Linked DNA regions of Sus scrofa: region 1 is linked to region 2. A link is a contact called in public HiChIP or PLAC-seq data. All regions are on one chromosome and are shown on one strand. Each heading gives the region's core, a stretch centred on a gene start, on an enhancer-like site or on the middle of the called end of the contact. The rest is flanking DNA. Distances are from core to core; before and after follow the strand shown. Region 1 holds the start of CHMP3 (charged multivesicular body protein 3). Region 2 holds the start of RMND5A (protein RMD5 homolog A).

Region 1 (2,742 bases), core at 181-2,680, 110 kb before region 2:
CCTGTACTAGAGCAGTCACCCAAGCCTCACTACCAACAATGCCCTATCTTTAACCCACTGAGCAACCAGGGAACTCCACATTGGTTTTTAAAATCTGCCTGCCAGAGCTGAACAAGTGAGATCACTTCTTCAAAGATTTTAGGCTTTTTTTCCATTATGTATAAGTCTAACCTGGGTACTGTAAAGCTTCTGACACTTTAACATAAATATTTACCACTGGCGCTCTTGTCAGAATTAACGTTATGATTCAATAGATCTTAGACAGGAACCAAGATTTTTTTAACAAGCTGCCAGGTGATGCTGATGCTGCTGATGCTGTTGGTCTGCACTTTAGAGGGTTGTAGAATATATAATTTATCCTAACTAGCACCAGTAGCTAAAACTTATCATGCTTTCGCCTTCAGTGAGTCCGAAGTGATACTATTATATTCCTGCTTGATATCCAAGACTGAGGCACACAGAGATGAAATTTCCTTAGATCACAAAGCTGATTATGTGGAGAACCAGGATTCAAAGTTAGGCACACTGCCTCTGCAGGGCACTCTCAACCGCTCCACAGTATCCCGACGTGATCTCAGCTGACAGGCAGATTCAGAACTCTAAGCCAGGTCCAGAGTTATTATCTTCGGTACCACTCTTCGAAGTGGGGTCTGGGCTATGACTGTGCGGTTGGTGTCAACATAACGTTGTTGGGAAGCGGAATGAGAACCAGAGCCTACCTCTCAACACGCCGCACTGTGTGGGGAAAGGGCGGCAAGCGCCTATACCGCTCCGTGATCGGGAAGGGGGTCCTCGAGGACAGCTCACCTGCTACGGGCAGGTACGCCCATGCCCGTGGGCGGACTGAGGGGGGCGGGGCCTGCGCCCGGGATAGGTTCCGGGAGGGACGTACCAACGCCGGCAGAGGAAGGGGTTCCAGAGGCCAGGACGGCGCTGCTGCCTCCGCGCCCCGTGCCGAGCCTGCATAACTCTTAACCTAGCCCTCGGCTCCTCTGCGGAGCGCTGTGGTACAGAGGTTTTCTTTCGCCACAACTGGCTCCTAAGAGACTTCCTCCGGCCCCTCGACCGAGTGGGAGGCCCCGGAAATGGGGGCCGAGCGGTACCTGGCCAGCCGCGGGGAAAGAAGGTCCAGTCCACCACCAACTCCACTGAGCCCTTACAAACCCACCCACTCAGTGCCGCCGCCGTAGCCCTTACCAGCTCTTTGGGCGGCTTCTCTTGGGTTTTACCAAACAGCCCCATGGTGAACTGAACTCGTCTTGCCCCTTCCGGCTCTCCGTTCCCTGCGCCCAGGCAGGTCACGGGCAGCCGCCTGGGCGGGGCGGGTTAGGGAAGAGGAGGCTGGACGCCCGGAGTCGGGAGCGGCCGCTGGGGTCCTGGTGCGCATGCGCCGAACTCATGCGCAGATTTAGGTCGGCGGAGTCAACGCTGAAAGATTGACGCGATTGCGCACTTGCTGGGAGGGGATTTGCTGACCCACGTGACGAGTTAGCTGTGTTTTCTTAGGCCTGGGAGGTGATTCCTCCGAAAGATGCGATTTTATTGACTGCACCTGGTGATTACAGCTGCGTTGCTCGCGCTGTATTGTTGCGCCGGAATTCTTTATCTTTACCAACAAGGTACTTTTACAACCACTTTCCGAACAGCTTCACCCTTCTGTCCCGTAGGTACCTTACTTGTAGCAAGGCAGCAGTGACCTCTTCTTCCTCCCGCCGGACCTTCTCCTTCCCTATGTTGTCTCTGCCATCACTAAGTCACTAAACCTGGGTATCATCTCTTCTCCACCTCTTACCAGGTCCCAACAACTGTAACTTTTTTTTTTTTTTTTAACTCCAGCCTTCTAATGCCAAATGTCACAGCTTTGTGCAGGCCATCGCCATTTCCAACGTGGATGATTCCTACCAGCCATTTGTGTGTGTGCTTGTGTGGTCCTTCAATCCACGCAGACCATAACCTTAATCAAATTCTCAAAGGAATCTGTGACGAAAAAGGACTGGTCGCATTTTACTGGGCAGCCTGATTGAACCAACAATTACTTCCTTTGCTGATGGTGAAGCATCCACTCATTTAGTGCCTCAACCCCAACTCCCATCTCTGGTGGGAATGGAAAATGATACAACCATTCTGAAAATATTTTAGCAAGTTGTTTAAATAATAAACGTTTATCTCAAGCCATTCCACAGCCAGCTATTTATCCAAGAGGGGGGGGAAACACGTCCTTACAGAGACTTATACAAGTATCCTTATTTGTAATTGCCAAGAAATGGAAGTAATCCAAATGTCCATCTCAACAGGAGAATGGATAAAATAATTGTGCTAGATCCGTACAGTGGAATACTACTTGACAATAAAAAAAGAAACTGTTGATACATGCAACAGCATGGGTGAATCTCAGAATAATTTTGCTGAGTGAAAGAAGCCCCCCCAAAAAAGTGTACATTCTGTATGATTTCATTTATGTGACGTTTTACTAAATGCAAACTAATCTATAATGGCAGAAAGTAGATTATTGGTTGTTAGGAGACAGGGGTTGGTTTCCCAAGAGGTGGCAAAGAGGGATTACAAAGAGACATAAGGAAAATTTGGGGGGTGATGGATAATATGTTGTTTGTGGGGGTGGTTTCACACATATATGCAATATCAAAAATTGGACACTTTAACATAGAAGCAACCTAAATGTCGAACAGAATAGATAAAGAAGATGTGGGGTGTGCATGCATATGTGTACACACACACACACAC
Region 2 (2,889 bases), core at 275-2,774:
GTTTTTTACCTTCTCAGTGAAGGAGGAATCAGGGCCACCTGTCAAGGGAGAGAGGAGAAAGGAAAACAGGTTAGGTGGGGAAGAGAAAGGCCATGTGTAAGAGCAACAGTGCGGCTGCCCTTGAGTATCACGGAGAACTAAATAAAACGACTAGGTAGGTGCTGGACCAACGTGATTCCATGATTTTTAAGTTGCCATCTCATATTTACTCCTGGGAACTGACACTAGTAGCAACCACCACTGTTTATCATGTAGTTATCATGTGCTACTGGGTGTTTACCTAAATTATCTTCATTTTCCTAACAATAGATCGAAGTATTATTAGTTCTAATTATTACCAAACTATAAAAAGAGACACTGAGGCTCAAAAAGGTTTTACCTTAATAATAATAATAATAAAAAGACCAGGTACTATGTTGCCAATCACTGTTCTGGGCACAGAAAACAGAGGCCAGGGGGCTGCCTTAGCGCTTTATTGAAGGAGTGCAGACAGAAAAGTGAATGAAAATAACTGAAACAGATAACAAGTGGTGAGAAAATAGTAAAACGGCTATGATTGACCATAATAAATATGGTGTAGTAATGGAGGAGGGAATGTGGTCAGGGGGGGACCCTCTGTGGTACAAGTGAGCCGAAAATTTTAGGATGACACGATGGAAGAGTTTTCTAGTCCAAAGAAAGGCTAAGTACAGAGGTCCTGAGGCAAGCATCAACTTGGCTTCTAGGAGGAACGCTAAGCTAAGGTCGGGGCAGTCACAGCTTAGTGAGCAAGTAGGTACAGGCCAAGGTAGGAGGCGCCATGGCAAGTCAGGGGAAGGATTCACGCGAAGGGGGTAACTCCATCGGAAGCAATGGAATAACGAGCCGAAGAGGCAGGAGCCAGGCTGCCCCGAGGTCCGACGCAAGTTTCCCTTCCGTGATGCTGCCCCCGGGGTGAGGCAACCCGTCAGGAGAGTCCCAGGGGCCAAAGGGCCGAGGCCCGCGGGGGTGGGGGTGGAGGTGTAAGGCTTGTGACCTCCCGGTGTAGCGAGAATCGAGGCAGGATCGCGGGCCACGCCCGGCCAACAAGCAGCCCCCTTCTCCCACCTCAGAATCCCCCTCTTCTTATTCCAGTTAGCGACCCCCGCCCGCAGCACCACCCACTCCGCTCGGCCTGGCTGGATTTTTCCTCGGGGCGGCGAGTCTGCTTTCCAAAACTTGGAGAAGACAGTACCCTCAGGAATGACAGGGAGATGAAATAACTCAGGGCTGGGGCGAAGTCCTATGGGAAATAGGCCTTTTTATTTCTGCCTTGTTTTCCCTCACGGCTTTCCAGAAACGACTTGCTTCCCAGGATGCTCTCCAAATCACCCCCTCCAACAGCGAGACTATTGGTTTGGCCTCTAGTCCCAGATTGGCTGAAGGATTAGGCCTCGGCCAGGGATTGGAGGACGTTCGTTCCTTACGTATTCTCGGCGCTTATTGGTTCGTTTTCTCCGTTTCTGGGCGGAGTGGTGACGGGCGGTTTCCACCCTCTTGTTTACGGAGCGCGTAGTTGTAGCGCTCTCGGAGCTCTGGGGCTGGCTCCAAAGTTCCCTATTTAGCTCCTCGGCCCAATTGGATCTTTGCTCCGCCCTCTCCCGCTCCCTTGCACGCCTCCCGCGTGGTAGGGCCCACACCTTTAGAGCGGCGGCGCGAGCGGACGCTCGTCACGTTCCTCCGCCCGCGCTCGCCGGCCGCCTCCCCCCGCCACGAGCGTGCGCTTGGTACGGCCCCCGCCGCCTCCATCCCTCGCTGGGGTGGCTGCCCCCCCTCGGGTCGGCGGCGCTTGGTGCCGCCCGGGAGAACCAGGTCATCGGTCGGTTCCCGTGAAAACAAAAACAATCGGCGGCGCCGCGTCGGACAGCGAACGCGGCGAGCGGGGGCTCGGGGCCGGGTGGGAAGAACGAGCGGGAGCAGCGGCGACGCGCCGGGGTCGGGGCGCCATGGGGCAGGCGGGCGCGGGCTGCGCGGAGCTCCCTCGGCGCCGGGGCTAGCGCGTCCGCCTCTTCAGTCTCCCGTGCCGCCCGCTTGGGGGACGAGGAGCAGGACGCGGCCTCGGCCGGGCCCGGGCCGAACGGCTGCGGACACCCGGGCGCTGGGCAGCCGAGCGCCGCTGCCGCCACCGCCTCCGGGATGGATCAGTGCGTGACGGTGGAGCGCGAGCTGGAGAAGGTGCTGCACAAGTTCTCGGGCTACGGGCAGCTGTGCGAGCGCGGCCTGGAGGAGCTTATCGACTACACGGGCGGCCTCAAGCACGAGATCCTGCAGAGCCACGGTAGGGCGGCCCGGGTGGGCGCGCGGGGCCAGGCCTCGGCGGGCCAGGAAGGGTGGCCTCCGGGGGCCTCGGCTCCTCCTTCCCTGCGGCCCTTTTGGCTTTTTCCTGCTTCTCTCTCCGGTTTTGTCTCCAACTTACCCCGACCTCGTTGTTAATTAAGAGTGAGCCCGAACCCACCCGGAAAACCAATTCTGAAGCCTGGGGCTCCAGCCCAGGTTAAACGGGGGTGGGGCCGTCCGTCGCACCTGCAAACTGCCGCCCTCCCGGGCTGGGCTCCCCTGGTCAGTTGCCTTGGGCATAAGGCTCTGGGTAAACAGAGAGTCAGTGCAGGGAGCCCCCTCTTTCTTCTCTGCCCCAAACTCTTAGCGCAGAGACTTACTTTTCTCGTCTTTCCTTTTCTTTCTTTTTCTTTTTTTTTTTAAATTAGAAAGTTGAGTGTTATTCTTAGCTGTGGGTTAACAGAACAGCCGCTTCTGCAACTCCATAATTTAACTCTGTGTGGAAGCAGTTTTTCTTTAATTCGGCAGCGGCACTGACTTGATTGCTAGGAAACTAGCTGAACCAAACTGTTCAGCTCTCCTCCTGGAGCCAGT

What was found. HiChIP or PLAC-seq counts read pairs in DNA pulled down with a chosen protein or histone mark.
Region 1: an H3K27ac HiChIP or PLAC-seq map of alveolar macrophages shows a contact between it and region 2. The contact joins the promoter of CHMP3 here to the promoter of RMND5A in region 2. A contact is called at or near these places in 1 of 5 promoter capture datasets (liver), 10 of 47 Hi-C or Micro-C datasets (alveolar macrophages, fetal skeletal muscle, heart right ventricle and 3 more) and 2 of 2 datasets of contacts at active chromatin or transcription factors (alveolar macrophages and skeletal muscle).

The regions. Positions count from the first base shown.
Region 1 is chr3:58,205,609-58,208,350 of Sscrofa11.1, reverse strand. It overlaps CHMP3 (charged multivesicular body protein 3), which reads right to left and starts at 1,430. Exons shown (of 6, transcript XM_003354734.4): 1 at 1,198-1,430. The coding sequence starts at 1,242.
Region 2 is chr3:58,095,487-58,098,375 of Sscrofa11.1, reverse strand. It overlaps RMND5A (protein RMD5 homolog A), which reads left to right and starts at 1,524. Exons shown (of 9, transcript XM_021087278.1): 1 at 1,524-2,296. The coding sequence starts at 2,155. It overlaps LOC110259986 (a long non-coding RNA gene), which reads right to left and starts at 1,391. Exons shown (of 4, transcript XR_002342541.1): 1 at 1,214-1,391; 2 at 10-38.